2 separate regions of the Gossypium arboreum genome follow, and region 2 is linked to region 1. The links are chromatin contacts, called in public Hi-C maps. All regions are on one chromosome and are shown on one strand. Each heading gives the region's core, a stretch centred on a gene start, on an enhancer-like site or on the middle of the called end of the contact. The rest is flanking DNA. Distances are from core to core; before and after follow the strand shown. Region 1 has its middle 34 kb from the start of LOC128281963. Region 2 has its middle 49 kb from the start of LOC128282097.

Region 1 (4,492 bases), core at 144-2,643:
ATTTATAATTGTTGAACCGTCTAACAATACCAGAATTTTTATAGCTGGACGGGATTAGCAAGAACACGCAATATGAATATAACACAATACGGACACAGTGACAACAATTTTAGAAAACGAAGATACAAATACAACAAGGTACAACAATAAGAAATATATTTTTTATATTAAAATACTTTTTATTCACAATCATTTTATTAAAATAATAGTAACACTTGATTATTTAATCTTAATTAATTAAAATATTTTAAGCTAAAATTTCTACAAATTAAATGTTGTTATTAAAGATAAAAGTGAGTAGATAACAGAAATTAAGAGTTAAAAGAGAATTTTATATTTTATTCATTAATGAGAATGTTTTATTATGCTTCTCTAATCTCTATATTTATAAACATTAAATTCTTAATGTATAAATTTATCTTGATATAATAATAAAATGTTACTTATAGTAGTTTAAGTTAGAGGTGTGCATGGGCCGGGCCGGGTTCAACTAAAAATTTATACTCGTTTGTTAGGTCCGAGCTCAAAAAATGGACCTAAAATTTTATCCAACCCGACCCGAATAAAAATGTTAAAATTTGGTCCCGACTCGGCTGTCCATATTAATTTTTATATAATTTTAAAATATATATAATACATCAAAAATACTAAAAATATCAAAATAAATATATCCCAATAAATTGAAAATAAAATTTTAAAAAATGTGTATACTTAAATAACACTAAGATAGATGCAACTTAACAAGCAAATGACTCTAAAATAATAACAAAATTAAAAAATATCTTTAAAATAATAACAAAATTAACAATAAAATAAGTTTTATAAAATATCCAAACAATAACAACAAAATAGTAGCAACATAATAGTAAAATGGTAGCAAACTAGGGAGAAAATAATAAGAAAATAATATTAAAAAAACATATTTTTTTGTCCTTTAGTGAATTCGGGCTGAGCCCGAGCAAAAATACCTTACTCGAGGCCTAACCTGTTTTTTAAACAGGCCTTATTTTTTTGTCCAAACCTATTTTTTGGGCTTATATTTTTACTCAAATCCTTCTACATTTTGGGCAGGAGTTCCAGCCAAACCGAGTAACCTGACCCATGAATAGGTGTAGATTACGTATAGCATTGGCAAATAACCCAAATATATAATAATATAACCAAAGCAACAAGCCCACAATCAAGTAAAGAAAACTTGACAAAAAAGACCCACACCACTTTAGTGAAACGGTGAGTTTAATAAACCTAAAAAAAAACCCCGTCTTTCTCATTTCTTTCAACCGCTACCAATCATTTTCATTTTATCAACTAACAGATCGCTTCTTCATCAGCTCAACGGCCGCCACTCATTCGTGTCTGTCAATCTCCATTTTGGGGCACCGGTGTCTTGACCATGTCCAACTTCTTTTTTTTTGATGTATTTCGACATATCCCATACGTATTCGCAGCATCTGGGTTAAACACCCATACGACACCGGCACGAGAGGGAAAGAGCTGTATCGGTGCTTCATAGATTCAAATAATTTTCAATTTTTTAAATTATAATTATTTTAATTTTAATTATAATAATTTATTTTACTTTTAATATTTGATAACACAATTTAAATTCACCTCATAAAAAATGTAAATTATATATATTTAATAGATATCATGGTAATCAATACAAACCAAGCTGTTTCTCAATCAATACCAAGTAATTAGAAACACAATACTAGCTTTTACTGGTAGTTGGTATAAACTTTTGATATTTCAAACTTAACTTTCATTTATTTTTATCTTAAACATTTTAAAGTTATTTAACCTAATAAATATTTACATATAAATATATTCATATTAACATAATTTATTAAGAAACTAAAATTAATAACTGAGATATATTTGTATGTATATGTTTCAAATACGTTAGTGAAATAAATAATAATGTGAAATATTGATTTAACTCACAAGATCAAACTAGAATAATATATATAAATGTGATAAACAAAAATTGGAAAAAAAACTGGATCGAAATTGTGCACTCGTAGGTAAGCAGAAATCTGACTCGTAGTTGAGGCCTGTTTTCACAGTCTTCTTAAGACAGATTCAGCCGCTCCTTTGGTGCTGGAAAATGTTGGTCGACTGTCTCCCATGACACAACAATGAGATGAGCATGACAGTAGCACGACTGTAGTGATAAATGAACTGTAGTCTAGCTTTCTTCTATCACCGAAAATAGGTTCGAAATATACAGGGAAAAGATCTCAAAAATTTTTGCAGGAAAAATAGAGAAAAATTCACTGTGTTTTTCTCCTGCAGATTATTTCAGTTTAAATAAAATATTCAAAATGAAAGAACTTTTGGAATTTTTTTTTTACTAATGGAGCCATTAACGTCCGTGAATTAAGAACCATTAAAAATCCAAATTAACGTCTGAATTAAAGGAGCCATTAAACTTAATTTAATATTTCTCCTTTTAATCCCAAACAAAATTTGAAGAGATTAGTTCTGCTGAGAAAAAATAAAATTATTTATTGGGATAAATATATCTGTAGGCCTAGAAAGGCTCGATCGGTCCAGATATTTCGATTCGCCCACGTCGTGCAGGTGCGCCCCCAACCTCGGTAGGTTTGGATTTGCACCCCTAGCGCGCGAGGGAGAGCATTAGCTTAGTCATTCAATAACCACCAAGTTGGTTCATATATATAAACATATTCCACACTTGATATCTAACCAATGTGGAACTAAACTTTCCATTTTCTCTACATAATTCACAAGTGGCTTACTTGAGCATCAATTTCTCATTCATCACTCGACCATTTTGAGCATATGATATACCAATATAAATGTCTCATGGGGTTAATTTTATGATTCAAATCTCCATATTTACCAATCGAGAATATGCATCAAGCTTCCAAAAATCTATTTTTTTCCAACAATTCCCCATATGAATGAAATCAATAGTTTTAACGAAAAACATTGACTCTGTAGTGATAGAATCTACGATTGATAGTTGCATAGGATAGGTAGGCATCAACCTTGAACCTTAATTTAGGAAAGTATATTTACTTTACTAGTTGACCAGTAGACGCGATGTCCTTGAACTATTCTATCGTTTGTTTAAATGATGATATACCTCACACAACTACCTCCTTAGTAAGGTTTTAGTTCTCATGGGTATGTTTACATAGTCGTGAACATCTCTTGGTTCTGCAAGAGTTTGAGAGAACTATGCTCTAGTAGTCTCCTAGAAGCGACCCCATTTCACTCTCACATAGGTGACATATGTTGCTCGGCTCACCGAAACATGAAACGGTCATTAAAAGTATTACTTAAGCTATCCTACTTTTAATCACAGTTTATATCATAGGAACGGACTTAGGATAAGAAACCACGCAGTGACTTCATAAGGTTTATGCAAGTAGGTTATCCCTTTGAACCTAATTCTTGGGATCTTCAGTCAACTAGGTTGGGTTTTCCTTCATATAGTGCCTTTAATTTTCATGGGCTTTAATCTGATTCCTTTCAATGTTTTATTTACCTGATCTCAATTTAAAGCTTTAGTTAGCGGATCCACAATGTTATCTTTTGATTTTACAAAATCAATAGAGATAACTCTATTTGAGATTAGTTGTCTAACGGTATTGTGTCAACGACGCATATGTCTCGTCTTACCATTATATATTACGTTCTGTGCTCTACTAATTGTTGCTTGGTTATCACAATATATGCATATTGTGGGCATAAAATTTGACCAATCAGGAATATCCTTCAAGAAGTTTTGAAGCCATTCAGCCTCTTCTCCAGATTTATCTAAAGCTACAAACTTAAATTCCATTGTGGATCTGGTTATAATCGTTTGTCTTGAGGATTTCCATGACACAGCTCCTCCTAATGTAAAAACATATCTACTTGTGCATTTGGCATCTTAAATATCAGATATCCAACTGGCACTAGAGAATCCTTCTAAAATAGTAAGATCTCTATAATAATCCAGTTCGTAGTCCTGAGTATATTTGAGATATCTCAGTACCTTCACAATTGCTTTCCAGTGGTTTTCCCTTGGATTGTTTGTGAATCTACTTAAACTGCTCATAGTGAAAGTAATATCTGGTCTAGTATAGCTCATAAGGTACATTAGACTGCCTATGACCCTTACATATTCCACTTAGTCAACACTTTCACCTTTATTTTTGGACAGATGTTGGCTCGTATCTATTAGAGTTCTGGCTATACCAAAATCATCCTTGCTAAATTTCCCAAGAATCTTGTCCACATAGTATGACTGAGTCAACATGAGACCTTCAGATGACCTCTTGATTTGGATGCCCAAAAACACATCAGCTAGTCCTATATCTTTAATTTCAAATCTTAATTTTAACATGTCTTTGGTACGTTTTTCCATTTCATTATTACTTCTAACAATGAGTATGTCATCAACATATAAGCATAGGATTATATATCCAATGTCAGTAGTTTTGACATACACACATTTGTCACACTAATTAATCTTAAA
Region 2 (4,272 bases), core at 925-3,424, 130 kb before region 1:
GTCTTGATCAAAGATGCTACAACCTTATTTGGTAATTATTCAAGTAGATCTTAGGACTTCTAAGGAATTAATTTGTTAATATTCATTTTTTTTTGTAATTTTATATTTATTTCTCTTCAATTTTAATCAATGAATATAATTAATTTTTATTATATTTAAAATTATAAATTTAATTTAATAAATATTATTAATATATATATTATTTAAAAATTATATTTTAAACTTAAAACAATTTATTATTATAACATTAGAGGTTAATTTAATTAAATAAAATCTTCAATAATTTATTTAAAACCAACTTCACATTTAACATATAAAAAGTTACAGAGAAAAAAAAGCAGCAAAGCAAAGCTTTCCAGTTCATAAACAACAAAACACAATAATGGATTGTGTTAGCTGTTATGTGAACGTTACCCAACTGTCATTTTTCTATAAGTCAGACTTTCATATCATATTCCCAAGGAAAAATAAAAAGAAATGGGTCAAGTTAGCATGTTGAAGCCTTTTTGGTTGGCCTTGGTCATGGCTATCTTAACCGTTGCCTCGGCACCGTGGCCGTCAGGAGCTGGAATCTCCGTGGGCATTTCCACCGCTACTATTGGCTTATCTTTGATTGTTTCTCTTATTACTTTTGTTTAAACATTAAATTTTGAAGGGCCTGTTTGGTTTTAATTTTGTTCTCACTGTAAATGTATTTATGAAATAAACTCAGAATTTTTAATCAAATCGGTATGAGTGTAAATTCAACCAATACTTAATTATTGAATCAGCTGAGATTGGGCTTCCTTTTTACCATTTCATTTAACCTTAACTTTTTACTGCACCGCATCCACGCTTTGATGTAAATCTGCCCCTACTAGCAATGGTTTTAGATAATATACACAGCAACTCAATTAAAATTTGTTATACCTTTTATAAGCGCGAGATAAGATGATAGGGTTTAAATTTGTATCACTTAAATATTAAATTAAATTTTTAAAAATTTGTTAAAATATTATAAAATTATTAAATTAAACATTTTAATAATAGTTCAAAGATTAAATTAGATATTAATCTTGACTTAATATACCATAACGGACAAGTGATTAAAACATTATAAATCAATAATATTAATGATTAAAATGTAACTTTTATATTTCAATAGTAAAAATTTACTAAAAGTTAATAATATTTTATAATTTACTCTTGTATTATTATAATAATATTCTTTCTTTATTTTTATTTTAAATTTTTATATAAAACCAATAAAAAGCATACATAATTTTTTCATCAACACTCTAATTTAATATTTACATAAATTATTAGTCGAAGCATCGGTATCGTTTTCTAAAGTAAAAACATCGCCGTATACTAACCTTTTTTTTGTGACATTAGATTAAAACGCAATAATATTTCTGAGTTGGGTTAATGCCAAGATTAGGTACACGTTTGTTTCTAAAAAAAGACTGTCGTTATTACCCTTTGTGACCATCGAAAGTTGTCGTTATTTTTTCACCAAAACAAAAAACAGTTGTCGTTATTTAATGGCGTTTATTTTACCCTTAATTTTCAAATGAAAATAATATTCCCTTTTTTCCTTGGGAAGTAAGAAAGAAATACAGCAATTAAAGTTTGTAGAGCAAGCATGGACCTTCTAGACCTTTTACAGTCCCATTCATGTTTTCACTCGTTACCTTAGCCTTCTCCATTAAGAATGATGGGAGGCCTAGCTGCCGCAACGGTATACCAATGCTGCACACGGCACATGGTGTTGGTTAGGGTTTCACATTCATACAAGAGAACATGCCGCCAACCGACAATTACATTTTCAAACCTTGAAACAACAGCTATCATTGGCTACGTGTCGGCTTCAAACTTGCCGTTGTCCATTCTTTTCTCAATCATTTCATCAAACACCTACCGCCCACACTTTTGAGCTGTTCAAATAACCCCCCTTCTACAAGTGCTTCCACTTCATTTTTTTTTTAGTTCATCTACCAAACCCTATATTCTTTCTATATATATGAAACCCCCACACCTTGAAAGGTTCGTATTGCATACAAAATTTGAGTTTTTATTGTTCTACCCTGAAAAACATTGTATAATTTTCTTTGTTAGTTTTCAGAGATGGCGAAAGTTTGCTTCTCTAAAGATATTTTGATCATGTTTATGGCTGTTGTGCTCTCCGTCGCCACCATTGTATCAGCTCAGGACAGTGCAATGGCGCCTGCACCGTCAATGGACACTGGATCTGCCTTCTCAACGCCGGTTACTGGTGTTACCGTTACGTTGTCTCTTATTATTTCCCTTCTTGCTCTTTTGAAGTCAGTGAGTTACATAATTTGAGTGGTTGGTTGTGTATTGTATTGTAATATATTGGATTTATTTCTATTTTATTATTATTATTATTATATTTTTTTTTGTATCAATAATTTTTATTTGTAATTAATAATTATAAGAAGGTTTTGGAATTTTCTGCAAATGGTATCTTTAGGTTGACAGGGTGCTGCGCCCTGTAAATGCGTCTGTCGGGGTGTGTTTTTGCCACTCGCCCAATTATTTCACTTTATACTTTTTCGAAACAGCAGATAAATAATAGGTAAAAATATATATCTTTACATTTTGTCTCTATTATGTAAAAAATAATAATTTATGTACAGTAAAAATTAATTTATTTATATTAGTATAAAATACATGACATATATAGAAATGGATGAATTTTTAACGGATTAATTTACTTTTTAATATAATATATATGAACTAATTTATTTATTTTTAAATAAATAAGGTAAAATATAATATAACTTTTAATATAAGAGCCTTTATGATATTTTTATTGTAATAATATTTTATTAAACACCGGTATTAAAGCTAATAACTACATCATTACCATAGCTACTAGGGCAGCGCATTCGACCCCTAAAATAGAAAATTTCACTATTAACTTTTAGAGTTTACAAGATTTTAATTTAATAAATGATAAAATTGTACTTTACTCTTTTAAAATAATAAAATTTTCATCTAATCTTTTAAAAATTATAAAGACATAATCTATTAAAATTATAAAATTATATTTTAACTCTTATAAAAAAATATCACTTAATTCTACCTTCACCTCACCTTACCTCACCTCACTAAATTTAACATCGTGAGATGCAAATGAAGAAGCGATCTGATGCTAAAAAAGACCCAACTTTGCAGCTACATGGTAGTTTCCCCAAGGGAAAGGGGGCTAAGACAAGGGTACAATAATTGCTCTTCTAGGCAAAAAAAAAAAAAAAAGGTTATAAATGGCTTGGCTTGAGTAAATTTACTAGTGAGGCTTATTGGTGATCCTTGATGAGGTTTATGGAGATTTTTGGAATGCGTAATTTCTTCATTGATATCATTTTGTTTCCATGCCCAAATACAGGACTTTAATGCCGGTATCTTTTTTCGTTTGTTGTTGTTCTTCTACTATTGCTTTCAACTTTTTTCTCATTGCTTTTGTTAAAAATTTATTTCCTCTTTTATCTATCTCTATGCTTTTGTTGTCTTTCCTTTCAAAATGGCCAATCTTATAAAGTTCTTAATAATGACAATCATGTTGTTATGATGTCTAAAACGACATCATTATTGATATGGCTTCATGGTTCTTTCTAGGGTTAATTGGATGTAGGGGTGAGTATTTGATCAAATCGAGTGAATAAAATTCGAATTAGTTGAGTTGACGAGTCTTATTTTATCATCCTAACTTTAATCGAGTAAATAAAATGAAATTTGAGTTGATACAAATACCATTCAATTTAAACTTTCGTTCATGCTATTAAGATTCTTATACACTTATAACATGATTCACAATCTTATTTGAGTTTTATACAAGCTTACGAATGCTTTTTTACTAACCTAAAGTCGAATAAAGATTAAATTGTAAAGTTTTAAAACTTTCAGGTTGATGTTGCGACTTTGGGGATTCTAGGTTGTGATATCACTCACTGTCCGATTCTCGTCGCAACATGAAGGATCCGACGTCGTGACGTGAATTTTGTTTTCAAATACATCAAACTCAAATATTAAATGCCTAGACACTTTCTTTATTACTTCATTAATTCATTTATGTACATGTCATATTTTATACTGTAAAATTTATTTCATACCCCTTTTCTCCCAAGTTTTGATGATGTGATGAGATGTGTCGAGGTCACCACTTTGAACGAAAACTTCAATTCAATCTTTCACCTATGCGTTGAAAAATAATGCGTTAAGTTTGTGAAAGCTTAGTAAGTACCTATGAATTCAATTCTTACTATTTCT

The links. Hi-C and Micro-C count contacts between places; a contact is called where the count stands out from the background.
Region 2: a Hi-C map of leaf shows a contact between it and region 1, with 2.3 times the contacts expected there. The contact joins two enhancer-like sites. A contact is called at or near these places in 2 of 5 Hi-C or Micro-C datasets (both in leaf).

What each region holds. Positions count from the first base shown.
Region 1 is chr1:74,659,467-74,663,958 of ASM2569848v2, reverse strand. No RefSeq gene overlaps it. Among protein-coding and RNA genes, the nearest start is that of LOC128281963, 34 kb to the left of the region's middle. Within about 2 kb of position 1,393, at least 2 of the 2 cell types and tissues checked have an H3K27ac peak or open chromatin away from gene starts, as enhancers often do. A contact at or near this core is called in leaf, where this site is marked.
Region 2 is chr1:74,790,328-74,794,599 of ASM2569848v2, reverse strand. No RefSeq gene overlaps it. Among protein-coding and RNA genes, the nearest start is that of LOC128282097, 49 kb to the left of the region's middle. Within about 2 kb of position 2,174, at least 2 of the 2 cell types and tissues checked have an H3K27ac peak or open chromatin away from gene starts, as enhancers often do. A contact at or near this core is called in leaf, where this site is marked.